Regions from separate parts of the Zea mays genome. Here region 1 is linked to region 2. A link is a contact called in public Hi-C data. All regions are on one chromosome and are shown on one strand. Each heading gives the region's core, a stretch centred on a gene start, on an enhancer-like site or on the middle of the called end of the contact. The rest is flanking DNA. Distances are from core to core; before and after follow the strand shown.

Region 1 (3,790 bases), core at 716-3,215, 140 kb after region 2:
CGGGCCGGAGAGGTTGCTGGAGACTGCCCATCTGGAGCTTGACGGGAAGCTGTTCGTCAGTACGCAGCGTGCCCCTACCTGGCGCGCCAACTGTCGGCGTTTCGAGACAGGGGGGTCCCTAAGCCGACGAGTGAGTGTGCTGCGTGCCCCAGCCCAGATGGGTCGAGCGCGTGGGCGAGCGCGAAGGGGGGAGAGGCGAGGTGGCCGGAGACGGGCGTGAGAGAGGTGGAAGTCCCGCGGCCTTCGTGTTCGTCCCGCGCCCAGGTCGGGTGCGCTTGCAGTAGGGGGGTTACAAGCGTCCACGCGGGTGAGGGAAGCGAGCGGCCCCAAGAGAGCGCCTGTCCCGTCCTCGGTCCCGCGCGGCCAACCTTTTTTAAGAAGGCCCTGGTCCTCCCTTTTATAGTCGTAAGGAGAGGATCCAGGTGTACAATGGGGGGTGTAGCAGAGTGCTATGTGTCTAGCGGAGAGAGAGCTAGCGCCCTAGGTACATGCCAATGTGGCAGCCGGAGAGGTCTTGGCACCTTGCTGGCGTGATGTCGTGGCTGTCGGAGGAGCGACGGAGCCTGGTGGAGGGACAGCTGTTGGAGCGGTCGAGTCCTTGCTGACGTCGCCCTGCTTCCGTAAGAGAGCTGAGAGCCGCCGTCGTCACAGAGCTCGTGGAGCGCCATCATTGCCCATCCGGCGGAGCTGGCCGGATGGGACGCCGGTCTTGTTCTCCGTGACCCGAGTCGGCTCGGGGTAGGATGATGATGGCGCTTCCTGTTGACGTGGCGGGCCTGTGCCCTAGGCAGGGCGACGTGGGGGCTCCTCCGAAGCCGAGGTCGAGTCTGTCTTCCGTTGCCGTGGCCGAGCCCGAGCCCCCGGGTCGGGCGAGGCGGAGATCGTCTGGCCGAGGCCAGGGCGGAGTCCGAGCCCTGGGGTCGGGCGAGGCGGAGTTTCGTCGTCTTCCGGGTCTTAGCCCGAGTCCGAGCCCTGGGGTCGGGCGGAGCGGAGTTCGCCGTCTTTCGGGTCTTAGCCCGAGTCCGAGCCCTGGGGTCGGGCGGAGCGGAGTTCGCCGTCTTCCGGGTCTTAGCCCGAGTCCGAGCCCTGGGGTCGGGCGGAGCGGAGTTCGCCGTCTTCCGGGTCTTAGCCCGAGTCCGAGCCCTGGGGTCGGGCGGAGCGGAGTTCGCCGTCTTCCGGGTCTTAGCCCGAGTCCGAGCCCTGGGGTCGGGCGGAGCGGAGTTTCCCATGGCGCCTTTGGCAAGGCCTGACTGCCTGTCAGACTCACTCTGTCGAGTGGCACTGCAGTCGGAGTGGCGCAGGCGGCGCTGTCCTTCTGTCAGACTGGTCAGTAGAGCGGTGGAGTGACGGCGGTCACTTCGGCTCTGCCGGGGGGCGCGTGTCAGGATAAAGGTGTCAGGCCACCTTTGCGTTAAATGCTCCTGCAACCTGGTCAGTCGGCGCGGCGATTTAGTCAGGGTTGCTTCTAAGCGAAGCCAAGGCCTCGGGCGAGCCGGAGGTGTGTCCGTCGTAAAATGGGGGGCCTCGGGCGAGACGGAAGTCTCTCGAGGTCGGCTGCCCTTGGCCGAGGCTAGGCTCGGGCGAAACGTGATCGAGTCACTCGTATGGACTGATCCCTGACTTAATCATACCCATCAGGCCTTTGCAGCTTTATGCTGATGGGGGTTACCAGCTGAAAATTAGGCGTCTTGAGGGTACCCCTAATTATGGTCCCCGACAATGTTAGAACTAATCTTTTTATTTGGTTATTTATAAATTAAATACGACTAAATTGTTGTCACTAATCTTTAGTTACCGACGGCCTAAATTTATACTTGGACAGTTGGGCTCACACGGGCCAAACCGGTACGGCCCAGTTGGCGGCCCCCGCTGCCCCCGGCTCCACGACCGCTGAAAGAGAAGTCAAAGCGCACGGGTCGGCAGGCAGCTTCCGCGTTCCCACTGCGCAGTCCGCGCTCCTCTTCCCTCACTGGTGCTCGCCTTGGCTGCTCCACTCCCAGCTCCAAAACCCTAACCCCGCGAGACATCCAGCAGCTAGGAGCGGGTCCAGGAGCTCACCGTCGAGCGACCGCTACACTCGACCTCACCGGTTTCTAGTAAGGCATCCCTTCAGCTCGCCGCGCACGCTTCTTACTTCCTTCGGTGGTTTCTTTAGCTATTGTCGTAGTTGATTGGTTGCTTAGGTAGCCGTTCTAGTTGTTAATTAGCTTGAGCTTTGAGGTGGCTCGTTAATTCTTCAGTGAGAATATCGACGCCCTTTGACGTTTTAGAGGTCAAGGGTTTTGTTCGGTGAGTTTTAAGCTTGGGTTGGGGGATAGCGCGTGCGGCATGCCTTTCTTTAATCTCTAGCTCACTGCTTGCGTTCTAGTTTTATACTGTGCAGTATTCTTCTATTTAGTTTTCTTAGCACATGGGCAATAGGTCATAAGAGGTCATGGTTAATTAGGGTCTTACAGTTGTTGCAGGTTTTGTTGCTCTGATTAATTCTAACTAGTATGTGTAAATATTTGGATCCAATCACCTGCAGATGCTGATCAAAGCATGAGCTTCACTCCTGTTCCAAGGTTCAGGGGGGCAGCCTATTCGCAGTTGTGTCCTCAGTCTAGCAGTTGTGCTGAACATTTGGTAAATGTGGATGGGGCGAGTGCAAAAGACTTGTCAGTTGACCCAAGCACATTTTGTATTCCGCAAGATGCTAATCAGGGATTTTGTAGCCGAGCTTTACAGTACACTAGTTCTGTTTCAAAGCAGGGATTTGCAGCTCAAGGTCTTCCTGTAAATGCTGCAGAGTTTGGTCTGAATAATGATTCTTCTTTGGTGGGAGGATATCAACAATTTGACTACCTTCTGGGGCCTCCTCAAACTGAAGTGTGTGAAGGAATGTGGATGAAAAATATCAACACAAGTATCATCCACCGGCGTAGACCTTCTAATGCATCCTGCCTTGATCATACAGAAGAACTAACTTCCTATGAAAATGATGAGGGAGCTATCTCATTTGGAAGTAGTTGTAGCACAGGAATTGCGAGTTATCCATATAGTACTCCTTTGCAAAGAAATAGCCACATTTCGGATACGCGGGATGGAACTTGGGATGCTCTCGTGCAAATGCAAGAGGCTTTGGAAGCATCCAACAGTGACAATGGACTCAATGAAGAGTGCAGTGATTTGACTTTCAATCATGCAGAACTTTCAGGTGGGAATGCCGTAAAGCATAAAGTTGTTTGGGACAATGGCTCTTTAAACAGTCCATCTTTCACCTCAAATTTATTGTCTTTCCCTGGTGATACTGAGACCACCCTCACAAGTGCCTCCACTGTTTATTGTACCTTTCAGAACTTTGCTGATCTCCAACATAAGATGAACAACAATGAGCAAAACAAATTATCTAGTGAGGTTGAACTGCCTCGTCAGAAAGTGCCCATGACAAACCATGTTAATGGAAGTGGAGGTGAAATGCATTCTGCTGAATGGGGAACGAACCCTGGTCTCATAGAATCTTCTGGCTTTATGCCAAGCAATGAAGACAGACAAAACGATATATCACATCAACCGTCAAGTTCATTTGTATACAGTGCAGATGGAACTGTGGATCATTGCTCAAAAAAGTCACCCCTCATGTATGAATGTGAAGAGCAGATGGAAATTGATTCACTTTTAAATTCATTCGGTGTATCAACTGATTCATTTTCACAAACATATGGAATGTTTGAGCGAAGGTAAATTTTGAGGTGCTGCAGTTTCACCATATGTCCATATCATTGATGATTAATTTCATATTCATGTTAAA
Region 2 (4,068 bases), core at 1,272-3,771:
CAGGAGACTAGAGCCATGCAAGAAAAATGTGAGTCAGGGTTCGGTGTAACGGTGCGTTCAGTTCCGTCCTGAAACGATGTCGACTAGTAAGGAAAATAGTGCAAAATGTTGGAAATGGTTGATTTCATTTTCATGTAAAGAGCAGGCTGCAGGCCTGAAATTTCGCCAAGAGTCTGAAAGAGACGATCTATAGATCTTGTATGGGATGGCTCAACAAAACCTTTTCGCGTTGTGTTTTTTTTTTAGTTTAAACTTTTTTGTAGTGTTGAAGATACTTTTTTGCCAGATATCTTCTTTAACTGCACGCAACAAAAAGGAAATGACGCTCTAAAAAATGCAAGCGATACGATAGTATGTATGGTACGCGGTAGCTCTGCACCTTTACTCTCTCCGTTTATACCGTAAACACTGGAAACAGACGAAATCTGGCATCTGTCGGAGAAACCGCGAGAACCGGCTGAAGTCGACGTCGCTCTCCATCAGGCAGCCGGTAACGCAGAGACCCCACTTCTCCCTCCTCGGCTCCTCGCTCGCTGCTCCGATCCGTGCTCGCCGTCGTTTCCCTCGTGCGCCCCTGCCTGTAGCGGTAGGTGGTTGCCATGCCATGGCCTGATTGCGTTTCCTGGTCTCGCGTGATAACCACTCAAAGTCGAATCGCCGGCTTTCCTTGGGTTGGTTGCCTCCGCGGCGGTTGCAACCGATTTCGGGTGGAGGGCCATGCCGCGTGATGGTACTGGCCATGGCCAGCCGGATCTGCGTGCCTTTTCCTCCGCTTCACTGCATTGTCGGCGGATTTCTGCGTTAAACTATCGCTGGCGAGGAACGCGCAGCTGCGGTGCAGATCTCTGGTGTTCCTTGAAATGTCTCTCTGGGAGTGGGAGGCTCTCCGTGTTTCCTTTTGTCGGTGTCATCGCTCCTGGAGTGATGTGTACAGTGCAAATTGTTTTATAAAATAGAGAATGTTTTCAAATTTATTTAGCTAATATTTTGCTTGTGAGACGTGTTTCAGTACTTCACTAGCATAGCATATATATATGTGCCGACTTGTACTAGGTACAATGCATAGAATCTATGTATCAGCTAAGCGAGAAACAGGGGCGTTTGTTGACTTGGTAGCTAGCTTCAGCATGCGCCGCTCCATGACTTTTAGAACTGTAGAAATTGCCGAACTTTCTCACTAGGATCTTTTCGTAAATGGGCTTAGTGAGAAAAGAAAGATGGAGTCTCTGTCAGTCTACTTCTAGCATCAATCAAATGACAGCGACTACAGGCTAGAGAAGGCTCCCTTGTGTCTGCTCACACTCCGTCTGTGCATAGACAAGTCCTGCCCAGTATTTTCCTCCTCTTTTTGTTTTGTATTTAGGAGTAACTTTTGTGGCACCAAGTCATCAGCGCTGGAGTATTCCCCGCACTAGATCTAGCTTCCGTTTCTTAATCAGCAAACAGAAGTTCAGAACACACGTTTTGTCTGGTGGAGGTAATCACTGGCAGAAGCGTCAGCATCAGTTTCATGGATTTGACTCTGTCCAGGGCTCCAGGCTACGAAAATTTCTACTGCCTCGGTTCCGTTGATCCGGCCTGCATTTCTCGCGTCTCGGCCACTTAACGCTGTAAATTTTTGCGTCCTCGGCTGGAAGGGTGTGTTTGGTTAGTATAGACTGTGAGATATGAAAAAAAGCTAATGTCAGTTGTGAACCGCTAAACCCGTTTGGTGAAAACTATATATTTACAATTTCATTTGAAAGACGTTAAAAGCAAGTACAGAGATGTTTTCGGTTTTACACCGTGAGAAAACCGATTTTTTAAAAAAAACTACTTTCTGGATGCAACCTTTTTATTTGGCTTTGATGGGACAAAAGCTAAATCCAAAAGCCAATCAAAACACACTCATATTATCATATTTTATGGTTCAGAGCGCAATTATTTGTTTGCTGCCAGTTAGTTGACCGTGGATTAAATTACATCAGCTCTTAGGTTATTCTTCAGACCATGTTGCTTGGCTTGCGTCCGGTTCATGGGCTACATGCACGCAACCATCTCATCTCGCCTGTGCACTGAACGAGAGAAGGTAGAAGGGGCAGATCTGATCAGAGAGAGTAATCAGACTGCTCAGTTACACCAAAACTGCTCAATCAGCAACGGAAAAAAGGAAAAAGGGAGAAGCTTCGTTTATGCGCTTGATGGTGCTTGAGATTTTTTTTTTCTGTGAGGAGGTTGATTGCATAGAAGGCAACGGTTGGGTGGAGTGCCATGGACTCATGTCAAAGCCCTTTGATTAATGCAGGTTTGGTGGCAGTGGCATGCATGAGCACTCGTCTTCGTCGTCCACCGCTACCTCACCACTCTCTCTGCCTCTCTGGTTTCTGACCATTCTTGACGCGGTTACTACTCTCTCTCCGTCTCTACGGGACAGACTGGACACGGCACGTTTTTTTGTTTTTGAAGGGGAAGGGTAGATCTGGTTCGGTGGGTTTGCGGGGCGGCGTATTTAAGCACTCGTGGCCTCGCCTCTCCTCTGCACACACACACACAAGACACAACACAACTCGTAGGCAGCGAGCGTCTCTCCTCTTCCTCTCCCACGCACCGCGCCAAGGAAGGCAGAGAGAGATCGCCGCTCCTCTTCTCTCCGTCGGTGGTGCGGTTGACCGCCCTCCTCGAGCGAGATCTCGCTGCAGTCCCTCGAGATCTGGTGAGGCTCGCTCCCTGATCCCACGCGGTTACTTCGACTTTTCCTTTCCTGATTCCGCGCCTGATCATGCTAGTTACTTGAGGATCGTGATTTCATTCCGTGGCTAGTTTTTTTTACCCCCGCGACTAAGTTCTGCAAGCAGTCGTCTCCTCGAGTTCGTTCTTTGAGGGAGACGGTGCCTCCAGATCTGGCAGTTTTGTAGTGTGGATCTGATAGGAGTTACGGTTATGCGTTGTATTGGATGAGCAGGATTTGCGCCCCTAGATTTTGCTTCCTTTGCCCCCCTGCTGGACCTGGGTTTCAGGTCTTTCTTGCTGATCACTGTTAAACGCCTGCTCATATACGACTAGTTTCATTTTAAAAATTTGGCGGTTGTGCGTCTGTATCCGGCCCTTTCATTCATTCTGTTTAGGTGGTCTTTGTGTTAAGAAACTGAACTGTACGTAACGGGGAATGGATCACTGGTGCCCGGTAGTGTAATATATTAATAGGTGGTTACTTAAGTTGTCTGGTTCGTCTAAGGAAATGTTTTAGAAAACATCTATTTCAGATGTATTCGGTGGAGAAAAGTGATATGGGGCCAACCCAATCTTGATCAGCAGAAAGCCTAAGATGTGCTGTGCCTGCTTTGACAAATATAAGATCTGAATGTGTCCTGAAACTTCCACCCAAAACAGACCTTATATTAGATGTGGTTTGACCTGGTGTACAGTTGCTTTGGAAGAGCATGTTTGGCTATGCTCTGTTATTTCAGTCGTGCATTAGTAGTGTTCAGGATCTGGTGCCTTTGCTTCTGAATCCTGATTGCTTCTGTTAACTTGGGAAACTTGGTTGACATGTCCCATCTGTCAGATGCTCATCAGGGTATGTGTTATACTTTACGATCCACTAAGGTAGCAACTCTTTCGATTACAGGTCACAGATCTATCCGACAAGATGGTGAAGATCTGCTGCATCGGTGCTGGCTATGTCGGTGGCCCAACCATGGCTGTCATTGCCCTAAAGTGCCCAGACATTGAGGTTGTCGTTGTTGACATCTCCAAGCCCCGCATTGAGGCATGGAACAGCGACACCCTCCCGATCTACGAGCCCGGCCTCGATGATGTTGTGAAGCAGTGCAGGGGCAGGAACCTCTTCTTCAGCACTGATGTTGAGAAGCACGTCGCTGAGGCTGACATCATCTTCGTCTCGGTGAACACCCCCACCAAGACCCGTGGGCTTGGAGCTGGCAAGGCTGCCGACCTCACCTACTGGGAGAGCGCTGCTCGTATGATCGCCGATGTCTCCAAGTCTGACAAGATCGTTGTCGAGAAGTCCACCGTCCCTGTCAAGACCGCTGAGGCTATTGAGAAGATCTTGACCCACAACAGCAAGGG

Evidence for each region. Hi-C and Micro-C count contacts between places; a contact is called where the count stands out from the background.
Region 1: a Hi-C map of leaf shows a contact between it and region 2, with 3 times the contacts expected there. The contact joins the promoter of LOC100383349 here to the promoter of LOC100282847 in region 2. A contact is called at or near these places in 9 of 25 Hi-C or Micro-C datasets (bundle sheath, ear, endosperm and 3 more).

Annotation. Positions count from the first base shown.
Region 1 is chr5:7,268,424-7,272,213 of Zm-B73-REFERENCE-NAM-5.0, forward strand. It overlaps LOC100383349, which reads left to right and starts at 1,966. Exons shown (of 7, transcript NM_001366815.1): 1 at 1,966-2,096; 2 at 2,528-3,719. The coding sequence starts at 2,542.
Region 2 is chr5:7,130,210-7,134,277 of Zm-B73-REFERENCE-NAM-5.0, forward strand. It overlaps LOC100282847 (UDP-glucose 6-dehydrogenase), which reads left to right and starts at 2,522. Exons shown (of 2, transcript NM_001155753.3): 1 at 2,522-2,692; 2 at 3,608-4,068. The coding sequence starts at 3,629.